Regions from separate parts of the Anser cygnoides genome. Here region 1 is linked to region 2. The links are chromatin contacts, called in public Hi-C maps. All regions are on one chromosome and are shown on one strand. The core of a region is the stretch at or near the end of the contact, and the rest is flanking DNA. Distances in the headings are between cores, read along the strand shown. Region 1 holds the start of UBB (ubiquitin B). Region 2 holds the start of LOC125183995.

Region 1 (6,581 bases), core at 2,481-4,980, 260 kb before region 2:
TGGCTAATGTTGTCCCGGCAGCGCAGACATAGCTCGCCCAGCCGTCCCCAGCGCCGTGCGGCCCCGCTCCCGGCCCCGCCGCCCCCGCTCCCCGCCGCCCCCTGCACCCAGCGGCACGGCCGGGCGGGGGAGCGGAGCCTGCGGCGCCTCCGAGCCTTATAGCGGCACCCGGGGGGCCCAACACAGCACCTGTCCTCGTTAGTATAGTGGTGAGTATCCCCGCCTGTCACGCGGGAGACCGGGGTTCGATTCCCCGACGGGGAGGCTGCAGTTATTTTGTGCCCCGTGGTGGTGCTGGAACGTGCTGGAAGCCGTTATTTAGTGGGGCGGGGAACGTGCTTCGCCAGGGGTCCTCGCTCGGTCACCGGTAAGGCTGGGGTTGTAGGCGAGCGTTTGTCTGCTTTGCATCTCAAGACCGCTAAAACCGAGCACGCTTTTTGCAGGTTTGTTATTTTTTACTTTCTTTTTGTTTGTTTGTTTGCCAGGGGAAGCGGGCTGCAGCCGCGCTGCGGGCACCCCTCCGGCTGTTGCTGTGCGGTCCCTGGGGACCCAGCCCCGCTCTCCCGGGGTTAGCAGAGCAGCGCGGACAGGCGGGGGAAGCCCCGACCCGCCCGGCCAACGCCGTCCCGCAGGCAGCGGGCGCCCCCCGCGCGTTCGCGACCGAAGCGCGCTGCGGGCAGGGCACCCACGGGTGCGGGGCGGGGTCGTATCCGCAGCCAGCGTGGGGGCTCTCGGCCGCCGAAATAGCTCAGTTGGGAGAGCGTTAGACTGAAGATCTAAAGGTCCCTGGTTCGATCCCGGGTTTCGGCAGAGCTTTTTCTCATTTTTTCTTTCTCCTTTTCTCACCCGGGCGAATCGTTCTGCCGCCGGAGCCGCGGCCCGCTCCCGGTCGAAGGCAGGGCTGCTCCGCGTGGCGTTTGGCGGCGGGTCCCGGCGGGGACAGCGGCGGGGGGCGGCGGGTGCCCGAGCGGCGGCGGGCTCGGCGGTGAGGCGGCCCGCGGTGCGCCCGGCCTGCACCGTCCTCGTTAGTATAGTGGTGAGTATCCCCGCCTGTCACGCGGGAGACCGGGGTTCGATTCCCCGACGGGGAGGCCTGTGATTTTTTTTTTTTTTTTAAATTACTGATTATTTTTTTTCTTCCTTCCTGCACTTTTCCAATTTCCGAAGACGGAGAAATAAATAAATAAACGGGTGCTGCGCTGCTGCGTGCCACTGCAGCCTGACCCAGGGCCGAGCAGCCCCAGGGATCTCGGGGGGACATGCCCAGGGATCTCGCTGCCCGTCCTATTCCCCACCCCCACGCCCTTCCCGTCGCCCCTTTCCCCACCCGCCGAATTAACGAAGCGCACACCCGCCCCCCGGGGAGGCCCCGGCCGGTGCAGCCAGACGTGCCCTGGCCCTGCCGGTGCCTCCCGAGGGAGCAGGGGCGAGCGGCGGCCGCCCCCGGGGTGGGACCGGGCGCTGGGTGCCCGCCGGGGCAGCCCGGGGGGCACGGACCTGGCCGCCAGGCAGGGTGGGCAGTGCGGGGCAGGGGGATGTAGCTCAGCGGTAGAGCGCATGCTTTGCATGTATGAGGCCCCGGGTTCAATCCCCGGCATCTCCAGCGGTGCTCTTTCCGTTTTCGCCCCGTATTTTACCTGGGGTTAGGGTTGCCGCGTCGCGCTCACCAGGAGGCATCTCTGCACCCTGGATGTGCAGCCCAGAAAGGCCCGCGGGGGCACCAGATGGCTCTTTTGTCACTTGGTTCTCTACAGGACTATGCAAACACAAGATTTTTATGCCTAGCTGGGTATTTTCTTGCCAAGCTGTGGCCCTGTAGATGCAAACCCTGAAATCTGGGGGATGCTGCACGGCTCACCCTGCCTGACACCGCTACAGCCCCAGAGCTCGCCTTCACCCAACCCTGCAGGCGGCACGGAGCTGCTTCAGGGCTCTCTGCGCCACGCTCCCAGAAACAGACAAAGGAGAAGGCAAAAAAAAAGCCAGGACATGGCAGGTTCCCGTACTCACCAGCTAAGATGCTTGTGGGAGTTTTTTCCTGAAGCCTTGCTGGCTCTGAGCTGGCTCGGTGGTATCTGCTCACCTCGGCTGTCCTGGGCCAGCTGGAGTCTTGGCAGCATTACCAGGCTTTGCTTGGAGCAGGGTGTGAGGGCTTCTCAGGAGACAACTCACTGCTTTGATCTTGGGCTGGCCTGGCTCGCACGGCTGTGTCTGGACTGGGAAAGTCATCAGAGCTGCGAAGGATGAAAGGTACGGCTCAGAAACCTGAGCCCATGCAGATCTCAAAACAGCTTTTATCTACCCAGTTCAGTTACCAGCTGCTTTATTTACCCTGTTCAGTTATCAACAGCATGTCCAGCTCCCTCTGGTAGGGGACTGCTGACTAGTGACACATGTAAATGACATTTCCTGTCAGAGTAGTAATTTATTAAGTGGTGTTAGTTTGGCTACGCTACTGGTGTGTTCGCAAATCCCTGCTGTAAGTAGTTCACTGGACAGGATCTCTCTGAGCAGCTGTAGTTCTGGAATATAGGCTGCACAGGGGTACAAGAACGCGACAGTGTCTGCCGCAAAGAGTTTACAATAATAGGCACAAAGTGTGAGTGTTTTGGGCACAGGAAATCAATATTTGTCAGTACAATACGTCATGGTCTGCTAGGAACGCTGTCCTGCTATTCACCAAGCTTGTCCTGAAACCTTAGCAAGGGGTTACTTGCAAAGATGGTGTCGGAGAAACATGAAGTGGCTGTGCTCGTGGAAAGCTCCTCCCAGCACGGGAAAGCATTGTTCTCCTGCAAGCCACCAGACGTCTTTAAGGACTGGGTTGCATTAGGGCATAACATCTGCCTTGCAGTCTGAACACAACATGAATCTGAAGCTTTTGGAGCGTGTCGCTCCACTATTTGGCTGTAAGGTTCAGAATTCAGGTACAAATTAAAAGTCGGACTAGATGATCTTAGAGGGTTTTTCCAACCTGAGTGATTCTCTGATTCTATGAAATTCACCCACAGCGCTCAGTGGTTGGCTGCCTAGCCAAATTAGATAAAGAACAGCGCTGTACCATCTTAATTTATGGCTGTTATAAAATTATCTTGTCATGAAATAGAGCGCCATGTGCCTTTTCAACTATTTGCGGACTAGTCCAGAGTTACATTCTGTAACTAAAGAATAAGCTTAGCATTATTTTTCAATTTCAGATGATGGAAGATCTCTTAAAACAGAAAGTCTATTCAAATATTTAGTTTATATACATGCATACATTGTAAGCCATTGAGCATGATTCCAACCTCATTCTGAGCAAAAATCAAAAGACTTGTAGATTATTATTTTTTTTTTTCAGATAAACCACCTGGGTGTCTGAGCTGCTTTTTCTTTTTTTATGATTATTATTGCAATGCTGTGTTTTAATACAAATGCAAGGCAGGAGAGGCTGGGAAGATCCCCAGAGCATTCCCCTCCTGTAAGAGCTCTGTGTGTCAGGGAAACGCAGGCCGGTTTCCCCCAAACCAATCACGAAGCTGTTGCTGGGTCTCCGCTCCCTTCCCACTGGTGTGCAGCACTGGGTGTCAGCCGCGTCAGTTCGGTAGGCAGCGTTTTTCTTTGGGTGCACAGAAACGAAGGATTTTGTAAGCGGATTGAACCAAATGGCATCCAGTGAATCTTGCAAACAAAGCCTCATTTTGTTCTCAGCTTCGCCCTTGAATTGCTGTACGTTTTGACTACGATGGCACAGGAGCCAACTGAATGCAACACGGACCTAACAGACCATGCTCTGTGAGACCACAGTTAATAAATAAGCGTTATTAATTCTATTTGTGGTTGATTTTACCTCAGTTGGCAAGGCCTTATCCCTGAGTTGCAAACTCCATTATACCTCAAACTCCATACTCACTCGTTCCTCACGTCCTATTTCCCTTGCCAGGTTGCTGCCTCTCCTGCAGCCTCCCTGACCTGACGCGGTCTCTGCCCGGTCTCTGCCCATCATCTGCCTCAGCCACGGGCCTGGTGGGCGTCCCAGCGCTGTGGTGGTGTGTGTGTGTGTGGCTGGACACTGGTTTAGTTTTTCTGTCCTTTGCTCCGTGCCAGGAGCACGTTTACAGGGGCGATGGCAGCACAGAGAGCCTTAGCACGGCCCTGCCCGCAGGCTTTACCTGGCACTTTGTGTTGTCTCACCCCGCTCCTGGCCCAGGATGGGGAGGCCATACTGCCACTTCTCTCCCTTTAGCGATGTGATGAGCATGGGAGACTTTAACACCACACAGCTCTTTGCACAGAAGTGCTTCCTTTCCTCAGCAGCCTCCAGGCGAGGCCTGCGAGCGGAGCAGCCCCTCACCTTGCCCACGGCAAGAAAACCGAGGGACGTTTGAAATGGAACGCCTCTTCTGGGGCTGAATAAAATCCCTGAATAAAACCGTGAGGCTGACAAGTAGCTTTTAGCCACATTAGACGTCTCCAAACGGAGGCACAGCGCTCCCCAGCCCCGCTCCGTGAGCTCCAGGCCGGGTTTTGCGACGCGCCGCATTGTGCCCTCGGCGCCGCTCCCCCCCCGCCCGCCCCTCAGAGCCGCATCACCTCGCGGCGCGCCGATCCCTCCGCGCCGCTGGGCCTCGCTCCCCTGCGCCCGCCCGGCGGGACGGCGGCGAAATAGTGCGCGGCGGAGTGATCCGCACCGCGGGGGGCGGGGCGCAGGAGGCTATATAAGGGGCGGGAGCGGCGTCTGTGGCGTAGTTGGAGCCGGCTGAGGGCAGGGGTGCGTGCGCTGTGCCCGCGGGTCCTGTGGTGAGTGCTGCGCGGCCGGGCACCGCCGCGCCTCAGCGGGTGAAGGGGGAGCGAGGGCTGTGCGTGGGGCTGGGTGCGGGCCGGGCAGCCGGGAGAGGGCTGGATGTGTGCTGAGGGGAGGGAGGCGCGGTGGGAAAGGCGGCGGGGCGCGGGCGGGCCGCGGGCCGGGGCGTTTCCTGCCCCCCCTTCCCCCCCCAGCGCCAACCGTCGGCGGAGGTGGGAGGGGGGGAGGGAGGGGGCCCGGCCAGCCGCCGGCAAAATGGCGGCCGCGCAGGTGCGACGGCCTCGCTCAAGATGGCGGAGGGCGTGCGCGCGGGGCTGGAGCGGGCGGGGCCTGGACCCGCCCCTTTGTGGGGTGGGCGGGGCCTCCATGGTGACGTCACCGGGCGGGGGCGGGTCCTTCTGGGCTCCAACTGCGGTGGGCAGTGGGTGGTGGGCGCTGGGCGGGCGGCTGCTGGCCGCTGGGCTGCGGCCCTTAGGGGGCATCTGCCTAAAGCTCTGCGTCTTCTCTTCCAGGCAAACATGCAGATCTTTGTGAAGACCCTGACGGGCAAGACCATCACCTTGGAGGTCGAGCCCAGCGACACCATCGAGAATGTCAAGGCCAAGATCCAGGACAAGGAGGGCATTCCTCCCGACCAGCAGAGGCTGATCTTTGCTGGCAAGCAGCTGGAAGACGGGCGCACCCTGTCCGACTACAACATCCAGAAGGAGTCTACCCTGCATCTCGTGCTGCGTCTCAGGGGTGGCATGCAGATCTTTGTGAAGACCCTGACAGGTAAGACCATCACCTTGGAGGTGGAGCCCAGCGACACCATTGAAAATGTCAAGGCCAAGATCCAGGACAAAGAGGGCATTCCCCCGGATCAGCAGAGGCTGATCTTCGCTGGCAAGCAGCTGGAAGATGGACGCACCCTGTCTGACTACAACATCCAGAAGGAGTCCACTCTGCACTTGGTGCTGCGCCTGAGGGGTGGCATGCAGATCTTTGTCAAGACCCTGACAGGCAAGACCATCACCTTGGAGGTTGAGCCCAGTGACACCATTGAGAATGTCAAGGCCAAGATCCAGGACAAAGAGGGCATTCCCCCGGATCAGCAGAGGCTGATCTTTGCTGGCAAGCAGCTAGAAGATGGGCGCACCCTGTCTGACTACAACATCCAGAAGGAGTCCACTCTTCATCTCGTGCTGCGCCTGAGGGGTGGCATGCAGATCTTTGTCAAGACCCTGACAGGCAAGACCATCACCTTGGAGGTTGAGCCCAGCGACACCATTGAGAATGTCAAGGCCAAGATCCAGGACAAGGAAGGCATTCCCCCGGATCAGCAGAGGCTGATCTTTGCTGGCAAGCAGCTGGAAGACGGGCGCACCCTGTCCGACTACAACATCCAGAAGGAGTCTACCCTGCATCTTGTGCTGCGCCTGAGGGGTGGTAACTGAACTGGAGATCTGTTGCTTGCTTCCAACTAGAAGTTTCTCTGCAGATGTTCATTCCAATAAAGTTGTTGCATCCACAAAACTGGTGTCTCTTAAATTATGTGGGAAGTTCTTTCAGTTGTTTAATTGCAGTTAGATATGGTATAATTACATACTTCCTGAATACACAGGTGTTATAAAACTCTGTTATGCAAGGCTTACATACACCTGGCAAGTGTGACTAACACTTGTGATACTGCTCTCCTGCGGGTGTATAAGTTGTTTCTCTATCAAAGGCGCTGACAGGAGTTCAGTGCCAGTTGCGGTTGTTATGCAGCTGGTAGCGTTGTGCAAGCGTGTGTTTGTAATGCAACATAAAACTGCAA
Region 2 (7,060 bases), core at 2,943-5,442:
CAGAGAAGCCAAATTCCCCTTTGCCAGGAAGTAGCCGCGCTGCTGCTTCGAAGTGGCTCTGTTTGGCATTTCCAGGGACTGGCAGGCTGGGGGTTTCCGACTCGCAGCGCGACCAAACTCCGGAGGTAACCTCAGGGGCCGCAGGAGGCTGCAGAGCCGCTGCTGCTTAGCGCCTTGCTGTGCCTGGGAAGAGGAGGATGGTGACCTCTGCTCTTGGCACTGGCGAGTGGGTAGGTAGATCAGCCTCACCATCAGCTTTTTTGTGCGTGGCATGAAACCCCCCTCCTCTGCTGCAGGGAAAGGGCGGGCAGGCACGTCGTAGGGGAACCAGCCCTGGGACAGCGCGACGCCGGAGCCGAGCGGCCGCACCAAGCAGGGCTCTGGAAATGAGTTGGAGAGCTCTGGAAGGGCAGAGCTGCACAGAGGGCTTCCAAGTAGGAGAAGGCAGGACCGGGTCTGTGGGGAGAGACAATAAAGGGGAGTACCGTGTTATTAAAGTTAACTAGGGGAACGAAAACCTAGCGAGAGGAAAGTTCTTGCTTAATGACACTTTTATTATGCAATAAACTTTGATTCACTAGTCTGTCAAAATGTGCTGAGATTGGTGTAATTACGGGGTAGCTAGCGTGTTTTTCTGCTGCTGCCTCGGCGCACAGGGGCCGCGATTCCAAGTTGGAAGCAGGAGGCTTTCGTTACCCGGAGCTCTGCGGGGCCGGCCGGGCGCTGCTCCTTACAGGGCAATGTTTAGGCAGCTTCGGCTTCTGGGGGGGATCCGCTGGCAGGAGCCGGTGGGCTGGGAAGGGAGCCCGGCACGCCCCAGCAGCCAGGAGGGTTTGTTGCCCCCTTCGTGCTGAGCGCAAGCAGCGGTACGTGCCCGAGCGGGGCTGCCTCGCAGAGCAGCCCGCGATAGCGGCGGAGCTGAACCCGATGAACCAGGAGGTTTCAGCGCGACCTTCGTTAATCTTTAGTCTCGTATCTGTTCTCGCTCTGGCTCTGGGCTTCCCCCCCCCCGCCCCCTGGAGTCTAACAAGTGGTTTTGTACTCCGAAAAGAGGCCACGTAAAAATGGCAGTGTCTTGCTCACCTGAGTTCCTCCCACGCCATGCCGAGGCTCTGCGCTCCTCGCTGGAGGGGCAGAGCCAAAATCGTGTTCCTCACGCCTTGCCTCCGTGTGGCCTGGCCGGGGAGGGCTGGGATGGAGGCGCTGGGACAGAGGCTCTGGGACGGAGGTGTTGGGATGGAGGTGTTGGGATGGAAGCACTGGGATGGAGGCGTCACGGGGACGGGTGCGAGCAGCGCGGACAGAGGGGCCCTCCTGGGCACACAGCTCCTGGGCGAGCAGGGCTGGCGGAGGAGATGGCATGTGTTTGATTTCTATCACAGTAAATGTGTAACAGCAGAGAAACGGGCTTTGGGTAGGGGCCGAGACCCTTCCTAAGTTGCGTCGGAGGCACTGATGAGCGGTCCTGGCACCCAGAGGACAGCGGGGCCGGCGGGCCAGCCGTGTGCGTGCTGCTCGTGTGAGCATTTTGGTGTTTATTTTAGAGTGTAAAAGGCCAATGTCAAAGAGCTAAATAACCCATGAAAACTCCTAAATAGTTCATTTTGGGTGGATGCAAAATATTTCCTTGGATACAGGTTTTCTTTTGAGGGCTGATTTTCACTTCTGCCAAAAAACAACTTAGAAAGCGAGATGAATTTTGGACCAACCTGAGCCATTTTTTTTTTTCCCCAGTTCCATTTTGTCCATGAAACTATAAAATAAAAAATAAAACTAATAATTAAAAAAAAAAGCAGGATTTTTTTTAAAAATGTTGATTTCTTAAAATTAACACACTGCCAAGCCCAGCAACACGCGTGCCCGTGGCAGCAACCAGCCGTCTCCCATCGCCTTTCGAGCACAGCTGTGTTTCAGCACGCTATCGCGCTGCACAGGATTATTTTGGAGCCTGAACGGGTGTGTAAACACACGCAAGCATGCGCTCTTCCAACCCTAATTTGGTTTTGCACTGTTATTTGAACGAACAGCTGGCTGAACGGGGGGAGGTAGGTCTGTGTAGGTCTGTGCATTCTTCCTCCATCGCTCCTTCCTGGCAGGGCAGCCTTTGCTCTTAAAAGGAGTTGGCTGCAGCCCGGTGCGGAGCAGGCGATGCTGTCTTCGTGGGAAGCTGGGACTGAGCCCTGCCCCGTACATTCTTCATCTTCCTTGCACTCACACTGGAGCTTTCCCCTCTCCAATATGAAATGTTAAATAATACTTTAAAATTAAAAAAAAAAAAAAAGATGATGTTAATAAGCGTAGGCTGGAGAAGGTGGTTTGCAGCCTGTGCCCGTCGCTGCGTGTTGTCCCTCGTGCTGGGACCAGGCAGCAGGGTGGGACGAGCCGTGGGGTCCCTCCATCCAGGCTGGGTGCCCCGGGTGCTCAGAGCCGGGGAAGCCCCACAAACGCTGCCGAGGAACCGTGCGCGTGCCCTGAAGCGCGTGTGATGCTACGGGGAGGCAGCAGGCGGAAATTGTCGGGGCGATTCGGATGGGGTGGATCGGGTGCCACGAGGGGAAAACCACATCCGAGGCGTGAACTGGCCACGCTGCCTTTGGCCAAGGTGTTTGGCAGCATGTATTGAACGTGGCCCCCTGGGATAACGCCCGTAACGTCGCTGCCGTGGTGCCCCCCCGGCGCTGCGCTTTCTGCCACAGTTGGCTGAACATTTCTCAAGCATGTAGGAGAAAACTGCGAGGATTTGCTTAGCGAGTGTCAGCGAATGAAACACAAAAGGCCTGTCAGGGGGAACTGCTGGGTAATTACTATAATTTACAGCCTACATTTTAATTTTGAGCATTATTTTTTCAACAATAAGGGAGCGGGAATAATATCCGAGCCAGGTGAAGAAAGAGCACTTGGGCACGAGGGGAGCGGTGGCTCCGCGTGCGCTCGGCCGCGGGACGGAGCCTCCCGCGTCCCCGGCAGGACGGGGGAACCGCGGGGAGCAGGGCGAGCTCCCGTCCCTGCCGGCGGGCTGGAAGGAAGGGGACGCAGCGCGGCGAGAGGAGAGGCGAGGTGTCTGACGGTAGGAATCCGGGTCGGGGAGGTTCAAGCACGGGGCTGCCGGAGGTGCGGAGCGCGGCAGGAGGCCGATGCTGGTTGCTGCGTTCCCGAGGACGGGCGAGCGTCGCCCTGCCTGCCCGCTGTCCCCTCCCGCGGGGACGTGGGCCGGCCGCGTGCGCGTCGTCCCCGCTGCTTGGCTTGGCGCGGCGTCAGGAGCCCGGTGCTCGCCCGGCTCTGCCTCCCACCGCCTGCGCGGCCCCGGAGCGGTTACTCACCTTCTTTGTGTCTCGGTTCTCCCACGCGCGCCCGCACGCTGCGAACCGCTCTGAGATCAGCGGGGGAAAGCATCGCTGCGGCGCGCTAATTTGGCTGGCAGCGGAGCGCTGGTTGCCAGCGACGCCGACCACGCTTTCAGGATGCCACGGTTTGCGCGGTGCTGGTCTTTCTCCAGGGCTGGGTTACAGTTTTGGCTGTGCCAGGAGTGTCCCCATCCCCGCTCCCGAGCGGGGGAGTGGGTGCGAGGGGTGCTGGAGGATTGCTCCAGGTACCGTCAGGCGTAGGGGAGTGAGATCACTTATTTTTTTCCCTTGTAACCCCGTCCTGTTAATCCGCACGAGCTCCCATTAAGGGACCCTTTTACGGGCTCCCTCCACCCTCTCCCAGAGCTGGGTGGAGCAGGGCGGCCGCGCCGGGGAGCCTTGGAAAGGATCACATAAAAACCCGCAGCTGCGGAGAGCCGAGGGGCCGCCAGCGGCCGGCTCCCACCCGCCTCGGTGCCCCCTCATCTACCCCTCCGAGCACACGTCGGGGTGCTCCCAGCTCTCCGGGCTCCTCTTCCTTCCTGCTCTGCGACGCTCCAGCCCCCGTTTGCTCGTGCCAAGGCAGAGGCTGTGGTGGCACCGCTGCCCACACAGCCCCTGCGTTGGCTCGGCTCGGCTGCGCCGTCCCGCGTCCTCTCCCAAACCTCTCCAGCGGCGCGGGTTGCGGGGCCAAGCCACGCTGGGGGCACGTTGTCCCAGCTGGGCTCGGCCGGCGCGCACCTCCCCAAAGAAAAGCGCCTTTGATTCACTTCAGAGCGGAGGAAACTATTAGCCAAGCTTTGTTTTCCTGGATCCCTCCCCCTGCCGCTGACATTCAGATGAGAGCGAGGGAGACAGAAAGTGAGAGAGGGAGGGAGGGAGCCGGTGCCAAGCGGCCGCACCCCTTGTCAGCTTGGGTCAGTGCCACGTTCGTTATTAATGCTCTGTCTAGAGGTCACATTCAGATGCAATGAGCCCTGGGTCAGCCAGAGGAACAGATTAGAGCTCGCTCGCTGCTCCGCCACATACCGACGGCACCGGCTCCCCGTCCCCGGGCTGGCAGGAGCGGAGCTGCAGCGCGCCGTCGGCTGCTCCCTCCCCTGCGCCTTTCTGCTGCTTTTTTTTTTTTTTTCTGTGGGCTTATTTATTTATTATTCTTTCTTGGCAACATCGGGCATCTCCTGAAACTGCACAGCCTCCCCTCCCCGTAGCCCCAGGCTGCTGAGCGAGGAGGTAGGGGAGAAAATACCGGAGGCGCTTCCATCCACCTTAACAACCGCGGCTGCAGCCGGCTGGAAAAGCTCCGCCACGAGCGGGAGGAGCGGGAGGACCAAGCGCCCGCGCCCCGCTGGAGGAGAGCTGGGGACAGAGCATGTGTCCCCTCCAACTTCTGGCGCCGGGGTCAGGACTCTCTCGCCTGTGACCTGGTTTCCAGCCTCGGCACCCGCTCGCCGCTCTCCGCCGCCCATGGCTCTGAAATCCTCTCGCCCCCGGGATTTAAGGAACCGGCTTTGCTTTCTTCTCTTTCTCCGGCTGCTGCGAGGGAGCGAAAGCAAAATGAGCGGGGCGGGCGTGAGCGGAGCACTCGCAGCGCTTCGCCGCGAGCTGGCGTGCCCGGGGGGGCTTTGAAGCGCGCCCCAACGCCCGCGTCCGTCCCAGCCCGCCCGCTGCATGCTCCGGGCACGCTCCCCGCCCGGCGCAGCCAGACCCGCGGCATGTAAGTACTGGGGGGGGGGGCGAGGACGGGGTTAATTAACACTGGGGCTGGTGCCTGGCGTGGAGCTGTAGCTGCGTGTCCAGGGACAGACCCCGCGGTTGCAGGGCCACCATGTGCCGAGCCCCCAGGCCATGCCGAGCCCCCACGGCACGGCAAGCCGCGCAGCTCTGGGTACGATCTGATAACTCAGTTAGTCATAGTTTCAGTTGCGCTGGGAAATGAACGGCCGCGCCGAGACGGGCTGGTGTGCCGGGGAGCGCGGGGCTGGGGGCTGCCGAGCCGGGGGCGCGAGGCGAGGGTAGCACGGCACGTCCCGGGGCGCGTGTCGGGCGATCCCTGCCTGCGGGGCAGCAGGTGCTGCTCTTCTGCTCTGCCCTGAGTGTAAGGAGGAGGGCGGCTGGGCACCCCGCTGGGTCCCACGGGCTGCCTTGTCCTCGTGAGCCGCGCACGGATGCGGCCACCTGCCCGGCCAGCTGCGAGCTCCCGGCGGGGCCGTGGCAGCGTCCCCAGCGTCCCCGCGGCGGCGGGCAGGGCGGCAGAGCCGGCATGTGGCAGGGGAGAGGGCAGCGGGAGCTGGCACCGCGCAGCCGGTGAAGGTCACATCACGCTGGGGACCGTGGGCAGCACAGGGCCCCCCCGTTTACCGGGCTGGGTCCCATGGCTGCTCGCGGGGCACCGCCGGGACCAGGGGCAGCGCCGGCGCTGGGAGCCTTTGCCCGGGGCGCAGCAAATGGCTCCAGCCCTGGGTGCTGTGCTCGGTGCACAGCGCCGCGACGAGCCAAGGGGGCCGGGTGCCTTGTTTGCTTTGGCCACGGCGCTGGGTTGTGACACGCGGGGGGAGGACTGCCGCCCCCCCCGGCGCGTTACCTCTCGTGGTTGGTGGCCGGACGTCCCTTTTTTTTTTTCTTTTTAAGAAGCCCCAGCCCTCCTGCACGCGGCAGAGGTCGTGGGTTTCGCAGGAGCGGCGCTGGGAGCTGCAGAGTTAAAGCTCAAACTTGTTTCTTGGCTGGCCCCGGCCTTTTGTGGTGCTCAGCGCTCTGTGTGATGCCTGCGTGTTGCGTGCAATTCGATAAGCCCTGGTGCTGGGACGGGGCAGGATACAGGCACGGCCGGGACGTTAACTCTTGCCGCGCTGAGTACAGCTGCTTTCCTCTGGGAGGGGCTGTTTTTTTTTTGTTTGTTTGTTTTGTTCTTTTTTACCTGCCCTGAGGTACGTGGTGCCGCCTACTCAGTGCAGACTCACCTGTGTCCCCCCTAGGCATGCCTTCCCCTTGCACGTTTCCTGCTCAGAGGTGCATCCCTCGGGCCCTGGTGCTGAGATCACCCCGTCCCCTGCTGGGCTGAAGGCTGGGCACGGCTGGGGCACGGCTGCACGACTCCCAGGCACAAGCAGGGCCACTAATGGGAGCCCTAAGGTGGGACACTGGGGTCCCGAGCCCCACGGTGTCAGAGCTGGGGACAGCCAGGGAAGGGCGTGGGGACGGAGGTCGGAGACTCCCAGGCAGTCCCCGTTCCCAGGCCCCGTGTGTTGTTGTGACCTCTGGGCAGAAAAACCCCGTACAGAAGAGGAAGGTGCCTTGGGCAGGTTGTTCCCTGCAGGTTTTCAGCTCTTGAAGTCCCCGTCGGTGGCAGCGCCGTGCCCCTGGGCTCAGCGTCCCCCCCCGTCCTTTACACAAGGTGCTGGGGAGGGCCTGGGGAGCTGTGCCACGTGCTGCCACGTCGCGGGGGGTTGGGGTCAGGGACGCCCCATTCGGATGCTGCTTGGCCCCCGATGTGCTGTCCTGTGCAAGAGCTCGCAAGGCGCCAGGCCAGGGATGGCCGCAGATGGGGAAATCAGGTCATGGGAAGGACGGCAAGCTGCGAGGTTTTAATTGTCCTCAAAGCCTGGGTGGCCCCAGCCCAGGTCACCTCCAGGAGCCCGGGGCAGGCAGAGTGGGTACCGGTGCGCGTGGCCCGGGGCTGCGGCTGCGGCTCCCCCCTCCGACGTGACCGCCTGCCT

Evidence for each region. A called contact is a pair of places that touch in the nucleus more often than the background predicts.
Region 1: a Hi-C map of liver shows a contact between it and region 2, with 5 times the contacts expected there. The contact joins the promoter of UBB here to the promoter of LOC125183995 in region 2. A contact is called at or near these places in 2 of 7 Hi-C or Micro-C datasets (both in liver).

Annotation. Positions count from the first base shown.
Region 1 is chr17:4,291,935-4,298,515 of Taihu_goose_T2T_genome, reverse strand. UBB (ubiquitin B) reads left to right here and starts at 3,730. Exons shown (of 2, transcript XM_066979378.1): 1 at 3,730-3,774; 2 at 5,296-6,298. The coding sequence starts at 3,745. The coding sequence ends at 6,219. It overlaps LOC125183997 (a long non-coding RNA gene), which reads right to left and starts at 4,469. Exons shown (of 3, transcript XR_010825627.1): 1 at 3,882-4,469; 2 at 2,011-2,234. It overlaps TRNAA-UGC (transfer RNA alanine (anticodon UGC)), which reads left to right and starts at 1,532; the gene lies at 1,532-1,603. TRNAD-GUC (transfer RNA aspartic acid (anticodon GUC)) reads left to right here and starts at 1,020; the gene lies at 1,020-1,091. It also overlaps TRNAF-GAA and TRNAD-GUC.
Region 2 is chr17:4,029,855-4,036,914 of Taihu_goose_T2T_genome, reverse strand. LOC125183995 reads right to left here and starts at 4,192. Exons shown (of 3, transcript XM_066979248.1): 1 at 3,321-4,192; 2 at 1,084-1,343; 3 at 1-456. The coding sequence starts at 3,393. The region is part of intron 17 of NCOR2 (nuclear receptor corepressor 2); the gene reads left to right. LOC136786573 (a long non-coding RNA gene) reads right to left here and starts at 6,324. Exons shown (of 2, transcript XR_010825592.1): 1 at 5,929-6,324; 2 at 4,461-4,880.